Linked DNA regions of Hordeum vulgare: region 1 is linked to region 2. Evidence: chromatin contacts called from public Hi-C data. All regions are on one chromosome and are shown on one strand. The core of a region is the stretch at or near the end of the contact, and the rest is flanking DNA. Distances in the headings are between cores, read along the strand shown. Region 1 has its middle 19 kb from the start of LOC123431042. Region 2 has its middle 10 kb from the start of LOC123428150.

Region 1 (4,211 bases), core at 1,224-3,723, 190 kb after region 2:
GTATAATTTATGACGGCCGCCATCTTCGGGCCCACACGTCGGCGACCGCGGTCGGCCTTTTTTAATCCGAACGTGCGGTGGGTTCCGCCATTTGCTTCGAGAAGCCCGCCCGTCCAAATCTCGTCATCCCTTTGTTTCCTCGTCGACGACCCGGCAGCCATGGACAACGGCGACAACCTCGTCGTCTATGCTCGTGCGATTCTGCCAGAGGAAGTCGCCTACCTGCACGCTAAGAGGGCGATGCACCAGGCGCACGAGCGCGCCCGTGCTACGCCCGGCTACTTCCAGAACACCCTCGTCGTACGCCCCCGCGCGCTTCTTCCACAGGAGACCGTCTACCTTGAAGCTCAGATGACGATGCACCAAGCGCGTGAGTGCGCCCGTGCTGCGCCACCGCCGACACGAGCACTACCCGTGCCGGCAGAGCCCGTCCCCGCTCCGGCACAGCCTGACCTCGCCCCCGCGCCGGCACAGCCCGACCTCGCCGTCGGCGCCGAAGACGCCTAGGTTTTTATTATTAATAATAATGTAACGCGTGGACTCTCGTCGGCCTTCGTGGTCGGCTTTTTTATGTTTAAATTATGCATGCTTGGTGCACGCCAGCAAAAATGAGTTGAGCCAGTGTTGGGCTCATGCACCTACCCAAATGTCGAAGCGGACGTTGGTGTTCGCCTGGCCGACCCAAACGGAAAAAAAAAATGAAATCGTCGTCTGTTTGGGTCGGTCCATTGGAGTTGTCCTAACAGTTTGGGCAACATCGTATGCCACGAGAGTAATTCCATTTGCTGCAGCCTTGCCCCATTGTTTGTAACAAAATTGCAAAGCTTATGCCCGCTTTTAGAAAAATGCAACTTTTATAATTTACTTTTCCATTCACCCTTCCAACTATCTTTACTTGCTAGTTGTACCAACCCATCCGAGACAAGAAAAACATGTGTGGCACACCCAGCAAATGCTACAATACCGGAGAAAGAAGAGAGATGGAAAGGCGTGTGACAGCCATGAGGCACGGTGCTGGTGCCATTCCCGAGAGGAAACGTAAAGAAGGTGAGCAGCAGCAGCAGTAGGCGAGTGAAGCACTGGTGGTGTAAAGTTGATGGCGTCGAAAGGCAGGCAAACATCCTTCGTACACTAAAAAACACATTTGTCAGCTTAATTGGTGCTGTTGATCCTATCAGCAGCAGCAGCAGCAGCAGTTCACATTAGGTGATGCATTGCATGGCTTCACACGAACTTTTCTAAACCGGGAATATTTCCGATGACCATATCATTGCTAATTATGTGCTTCTTTCCCGTGCTTTTTTCCTTGGGCTATGGCCTATCGAAGATGGGGCGAGACGTTTGACATGGACGCTGCTTAAAAGCTGACAGGAGCACACAGATACTACAATGTGGGCGGGGGAGGGCAGCGAAGGTAGGGGCCATTTTGGTTTCTTGTCCTTGGATTGTTTAAGACATTGACTATGGAACGGTACGGGTAAAATGTGTGAAAGGTCGTCGCAGCAATTAAGTTTCGCAGTCTTGCTCGCCATCTTGCACTGCTGCAGCATTCAAACGACACGATCGATGCCCACTGAAACGGGCCAAGGAAATCAAAGTCAAACATCACGATGAGAAATTACTGACGAAGTTTTATTATATACTGTATATAACTCAACTGAGGAGGTTTAGCCAGCATTCGATTTCGCTTTGTGATTTTTTCACTTGGGTGTAACTGCTTCTTGACAAGATCAATCTTGTGCTTATTTTATCAAAAAAGGGGCATCACCATGATTCCTCCTTTGTTCCTTACTCAAAGCGAAATGTGCACTTTTATGGACCAATCATCCATGGATTGGAGCAGAATCCTGCTTTCACCAACTGACGAGTTCATTTTTATGCCAGCATAGCATGCATGCATGGTGCATGCATTTAGAAGGAGTCAACCGAGCAATTAGTAGTGGCCCAGGGAATCAAAGACCATTACATGGATGAAGCAGCAAAAGCGAGGCAAAGAATGCGGAGAGGGGCCAGTTTTACAACTCTATGTTTTTATATATTTTTGTGTTGTGAATAATCTTTGTTGTTTATTTGCAACTACAGTGCTCCTACGTGTGGTACAAGACCTCAGGCCTGGAGGTGTCGAACTGAACTCACATCAAGCTTTTACCAACATCACACACATCGCTGGATGCTCAGCAACCCACGAGCACGCAAAGGCCCAGCAGCAGCAGCGCAGCACTGAATGCGTGTATATACACACCACGCTTACAAATATTTTAATCAGCTAGTAGTACACACCACCGCTGCTACTCCTACTTACCGGCTAGTAGCAGCTGCTGCAATGGTGTGCAGTGTGCACCTGCCGGGGCCTCTGCCTTAATTTTCAAACTTCCAAAGTGGCTTTATTCATAGTAGGCCACAAATGCCAGTGCCCTCCGTGGAAAACACAAGCACAAACACAAACACAAAAGAGAAAACAGCCCCACGCATCCCATCTCTGGGCCGTCGCACACACGCAGGTCCAAAGGTAGGGGCCAGGCACTCTCCGTCGAGCAGCAGCATAGAAGAGCGCCACACAATAGTCTCCGGGATTGACCCGGGATTTCCTCCCATTCCACGTCCCTAGTGCACGTAGAACAGTACACGCACGCACGATGGATGGACGATGACGAAATGCGACCCGGTTTCCCGCCGATTTCCACTCCTTTTCTTCTTCGCCGGCCATCGGAGGCCGTGATGCGTCGCTGGTGCGCCCACACCACCACATGGTCGCAGTTTACGGCTGCCCGCTCTCGCGTCTCGCGTCACGAATCACGACGTGTTTGCGGCATGCGCTGCCTGCCGGCACAGCGAGCAGGCGAACTGCTCGAGCATGGCCCGGCGTGGTGGGCTAAATGGGTAGATTAATGGGGGACGGGACGTGCCATTGGGCAGTGTGGGGCGGTGTCAGTGCAGGACTTGTTACCGGGAACAGGCGAGAGAGCTCACAGTCACAGTGCCTGCCTTATTAAGCCCCCAAAGCTGCGGCCCCGTGTTTTGCCTTGTTCCCTTCCCGCGAGCACAGTAGATAGAAAGCCAATAGGAGTGTGTGTGTGCTATCAGCTCAGCGGCCTAGCACTACCAATCCACAGAGACCATTGTTAATGTTAACCCCGAGCAGGCGTCGGCAGAGACGGAACGGCGTAATGTACCCACAAACCGTGCATTGATGCGCGCCGGTAGTGCAAATGTGGTACGTACTTGCTGTACTGCTAGGGTACGTTAAATCGCATCACGAGTGTTGGTCCGTGTGGCGCCGCGATCGCGATCACGCCAACTTGCAGCGAGACGCGACGTGATACGACGCCGAGCCTCGTGATCGTGATCGTGATCGCGTGCGCTCGCTGTCGCGTCGGCGCGCGGCGCGATCGACAGCAAAGCCAGGGCCACGGCCACGGCCAGCACCAGCACCAGCCACCACCGGTCCACCGGCAGGCAGAAGAAGAGAGCGCGAGTGCTAGCTAACCGGCCGTGATCTCCTTGTCATCCTGCTAAATCTTTGCCTGCCGCTCGGTGGCATCGATCGTGGCCCCTGCGTACGTGCCGTCGGGCATGCACGGACGTGCGTCGATGCGTATCCCCATTGATGTACTACTACTAGCAGCGCATATGATGGCCCCGGGAGCCTGCGTCGCCGGCAAATTCAAACATGAGATGACACGAGACCCGTAGAGCGAGCAAAGCATTTACTACAGCACCAGGTCAAAACGGGCAAAGCCAGAGGTACCAGTCTAATCACCAGCCTGGTGGCTCTTCACCGGTAATCAATACGTAGGGTGATCGTCCGTCGTGCGTGCAAGCATCCAAGGCATGCATGCATGGCAGCATGGGCTCGGCCGATCAAGTAACTTTCACCCTCATTTTCCTCTCACGAAACCCACACTGATGCAAGTACTGATGAGACGAGAGTCTCCTGGCGCAAGCAAACCCACCTGCAAAAGGTAAATGCCAGGCGTATCTTACTTACTCCTCTACTTCGTGTGTGTACGTACGCACGGCCGGCCTTAAGTACGGCGTGTGAAGGTACGTACTCCAGTCCAGCGTACCAATAGTGCCGTGGCGGTGACTAGTGAGGAAATCAGAGTGACGCGGCTACATAGCCATGTGGTGTGAAGGTGACCATGCCCTTGCTTTCAGATGACTTGTCGCGTAATTACAGCAGGATCAATCTATCGGAGATGACGCTGCTA
Region 2 (4,308 bases), core at 448-2,947:
CTGACTTCGTGAGAACATTTTCTAAAAAGTAAAAAAGTAAAATAAATGTTGAGAAAAGAAAAACTGATAGCTTGTTGGACATGATTTTTTTTCTTACAAGAGCATCTAATATTTCCCCTATTTGATAGGAACGAAACAATAGACATGAGGCTGATAGCTTGTTAATGAACTTAACTGTAATTGGAAGTAGGTTACAAGAGTTAGGAAAGGCATAGAATGTTAACAATGCATCAAACTGGAAACTCCACACAGGAGTAAGCGAGTGGGCCAACCCATTAACATCGGGATTCTAGCGGCTCGGTCAAGTGTAGTGAGTCCAGATTATTTTCTATGTGTTGCTTTCCAGTGTTTTATTTTGCATTAAGGCATTTTTCGTTTGTTTACCCTAGAAAATACAAAAATAATTTATATTAAAAGTTTACATTGTTAATGACAATATTTTTTGAAAAATATGAACATATTTTTGGTCCTTGTGTACATTTTTTATGACCTCGGACATTATATTTTATATATTATAAAAATATTATTATTGACCTTTTAGACATTTTCAGAAAAGTCGATATTTATAAGATTCCAGTAGCATCTTTTTTTGCAAACTATGAAATCAATTTCGGAAGAAGTATAAAAAACGAGAATATAAAAAGGTGGTATACAACAAATATACCAAGAAAAAACCTTTTAAGAAGTCCCAAGATGAGAAACAACCTTCCTAAAACAGTAAAACTGTTCTAGCAGCTGCCAGAATAAGGAAAATTAGCCGGGCCAAATGAGATCACTGCTTAGCTGTGTGTGTATTTTGCGACAATTTGCGGTTACTAGTGTCAAATAGGAAGCACCACAATGTTACCCAGTAAAATTAACTCAACAAAAAAGCAGTAAGGTCAAACTACCATTGTGGTATATGTGTATTTATATGCCGGGCTTTCTCTGAAACAAAAGGGTGAGTAAACAGACTAGGCCGGCATGTGCAGCACTGCTTGCAGTATGTTGGGCTAATCTTTCAAACTGAGCCTGGGCCACCTGTGGGAGACCATTTGATTTGATATGACCATTCCTCCTGAAAAAAAATGATTTTACCGTTGACACCTAAAAAAAAATGACATACCATCGTCGACCAACATTCAATTTCCAGCCTGTGACTGGTGACTTTTCATCCATAAAATTAATAGTTGAAATCAGCTAATGCGCCCACGGTTGAAGTCTCGCATGCAGATTGCAGATGCAGGGCCAGGGAGCATGCAACAGAAGAAAATAAATCATGTCTAATTGTCGCTTGTGGTCTCTCCCCGTGAGCCTTGAATCACGCCTGACCTGCGCGCGCCCAACCACAGCAAGACGATCAAGGTTGCTGTATCTACACGAAAGGAACGCATTAGTGCAGTGTCGCAGTACGTACTTGGCCAGTGAAGCCGGCCGGAAAGAGGCCGCACGAGAGCGTTCCCTGTGGCGCGCGTGGTCCTCCATCCACCGGTGCATGTATCGTATCATCGCCTCCTTTCCGAACCACGAGCGGTCAATTTGGTTGCACGACAAACACAGAGGGGGCGGGCGGCGGCCACGCTGGCATAATACGGCGCCGTTCATGCACCGTAGTGGGTGTCCTCCTTTCCAAGCAAATGCACAATGATTAGATCAGCTCGGCCCGGAGAGAGAGAGGGGGAGAAAAAGAAGAACCACTGGTCAGGTGTGATGTCGCCGACTATCACACCACCGGAACATGGCCCCACCGTTTAAGGCATATGCTATGCTATGCTATGCTGGCTCATAAATTAAGGAGGCGCCTCCTGTCGAAAAGTCAAACGTACGCTCGAGTGTGTCCCTCTCCCCCCTCTTGCTGATGATAGAGCGATAGAGTCACCACTCACCAGAGCTTAATCGCCCGCCCGCCGTCCCATCACAAACACATGAACGACGCATGATCGGGGGTGCAGTATTTTTTCCATGGTGGCCGGCACGGTGGCGGGGATCGCCCGAGCTTTTTTTGCGCCGGCAGCCAGTGGCCTGGCGCACCAGCAGAGCGCGCATGCATGATCCCCGACTCACTCACTCACTGCAGAGTTCCCAGGGGTACACGCACCCTTTGCAAAAATCGCCAGCACCGGCCGGCCATGATGGTCATACATACATACATCTACTCATATAACCGGAGGAGCCTATCATCGCGTCGGTCGATTCGTGCTGCTGCGAGTGGAGGCGGTATCACGAAAGCGCTAACAAATCCGGCCAGCCTCCACTATCCACGCCACCAGGGTCGCCGTCCTAGTCGGAATCGGAACCAGCCGCGCCGCTTCCCCGGTCCGGTCCGACCCGCCGCTTTCCTCCCCTGCCAGCGCATGAACGGGTCGCCTCCGACGCCGCCGCCAGCGCCAACGGAAAGCGTCCAAAAGAGCGGAGGAAATTCTTTTCCGAATTCGCGGCAGGCGGGAGTCGGGGTAGGTGGTCCGTCCCGGGCCGCCGCCCGTCTTGTCGGCGCGGGTGGCATGCAGCGGCAGCGACCGGCGCTGGTGGGCGGGCGGGCGACGAAGCGCAACACACTGGAGCGCGATGGCGAGGCGTCGACCGGCGTGGCGCCAGAGCGCGGGGCGGCAGTGCGTGTGCGCGCGCCGGCCACGCCGACCGAGAGCGAGCTGGCCCCCGCCACGGCAACTTGCGCGCCCTCCGGCCGCCCACTGGTGTGTGCTCGCCCGTTTTAATAATCGACCGGCACGGCACGCACGCATGCACGCTGGAACCGTCCAACTGCCGGCCGGCGGGCGGGCGGAGTCGGCAGTGGAATTCCAGTGCACGGGCATTATCCGTGGATCCGTATCATTCGCCTCTTAATCTATCATGATTAGTAGCATTATTACGCTACTACTGCTCCATTAATTTGGCTATTTGTTTAGCTGGGGCGACAGGAACGCCTCGTTGTATTCCTAGTTACTCCACCCCCGGCGGGCGGATTTGTTTATCGGGCGGGCGTCACACGCACACACAGACACGGAGAGATAAGGTGGCAACGACGGCGGGGCCCGTCCACTAGCTGCAGCTTCCTCCCCGGGCCGCCCGTCGCCGTCGCATGCTTCCCTCACCTCTCCCTCCCCCCACTTCCCATGACGGCAACAACCAATGCCCAGATTACAACTTCGGATATGGACGTGATCCTCGCTATATTTGCGCCCATACGCCGCCCATCCATCTCCTCACTCGCTTGCTCCGGCCACTATGATTGCCAGTGCAGGCAAGGTGGGTTTTTTAAGGGGGCAAGTGGCCTGCTGGCTGGCGGGCCAGTTCGTCGGCACCCAAATCTCGATTCGGTGCAGCATATCGAGCACTGGCCAGTTCGTTAGTTATTGGAAGCGGCAGTACAATTGGAATATGATATGGGGCAGTACGACACACCACAGCTCGATCGCCAGGAGCATGTACTCCCATTGATTAGGGCAGACCGACCGGCGCCCTGCTGGATAAAACTAGTAGAGTACCCGTCCATATATACTAGTAGTAAAGCTGACGGCCGGAGGGAGCAGTATTTTATGCGCCCGGCCACAGCCGTGTCGATCCACACAAAGACGAACAGTTCCGGTCGATTCTGCCGCTATCATCCAAACGAACGCTACAAACCAAGTTGTACCGCATGTCCCACCAGGTGGTGTCTTTCTGGTCCTATCAGTAGTAGTAGTAGACGAACACCGTGTCACGTAGTACTGTACTAGACTGTTGCTGTTTTACTGTTACGTGAGGTCGGCGTGGGTAAATGCTCTCGGCGGCCTGCCGGCCGGTGGCGTGCGGCGGCATGCCAGCCAGCGAGGCGGCCATAAACGCGGGCGGCCGTACCATGATCACCGACAAAACTCATGAACCGGAAGTCGCCGCGGCCGCTGCCCTATCTCTACCTACCTACCAGAACTCCACTCACCCGGCCTAGCTAGACCTAGGCCTAGACGGCTAGACCCATGGCCATGTCCACGGAACCGGTTGGCGAAGACGCAGAGGCCTACCGCTACCACCACCCACCCAACTCCGCCGTGACGACTGACGACGACTCCCAGGTCGCCGACCCCGGGATTCCTCCCCTCCCCCTACCCCGGCTCGACACGTCGCGTCCCTATCCGCCCCGGCCTCACCGACCTCCGTCCCGCCACCGTCGCATCACGGCCGCCCGTCCCGTCTCCCGTGCAACCCAACGTAGCACCTCGCCAACCGGTCTCACCGACTCGCCGTCACACGGACGCCTCACACCTGGACCCCCTACGCTGTACGGCGCAGCTGGGTCAGTGGCGGGGACGGAGGGACGTGGCGGGGAGGATAGAAAGCGGCGACGGGACG

Evidence for each region. A called contact is a pair of places that touch in the nucleus more often than the background predicts.
Region 1: a contact with region 2 is called in a Hi-C map of seedling, with 2.7 times the contacts expected there. The contact joins two enhancer-like sites. A contact is called at or near these places in 2 of 6 Hi-C or Micro-C datasets (leaf and seedling).

What each region holds. Positions count from the first base shown.
Region 1 is chr2H:635,904,733-635,908,943 of MorexV3_pseudomolecules_assembly, forward strand. No RefSeq gene overlaps it. Among protein-coding and RNA genes, the nearest start is that of LOC123431042, 19 kb to the right of the region's middle. Within about 2 kb of position 2,474, at least 2 of the 3 cell types and tissues checked have open chromatin away from gene starts, as enhancers often do. A contact at or near this core is called in seedling, where this site is marked.
Region 2 is chr2H:635,712,589-635,716,896 of MorexV3_pseudomolecules_assembly, forward strand. No RefSeq gene overlaps it. Among protein-coding and RNA genes, the nearest start is that of LOC123428150, 10 kb to the right of the region's middle. Within about 2 kb of position 1,698, at least 3 of the 3 cell types and tissues checked have open chromatin away from gene starts, as enhancers often do. A contact at or near this core is called in seedling, where this site is marked.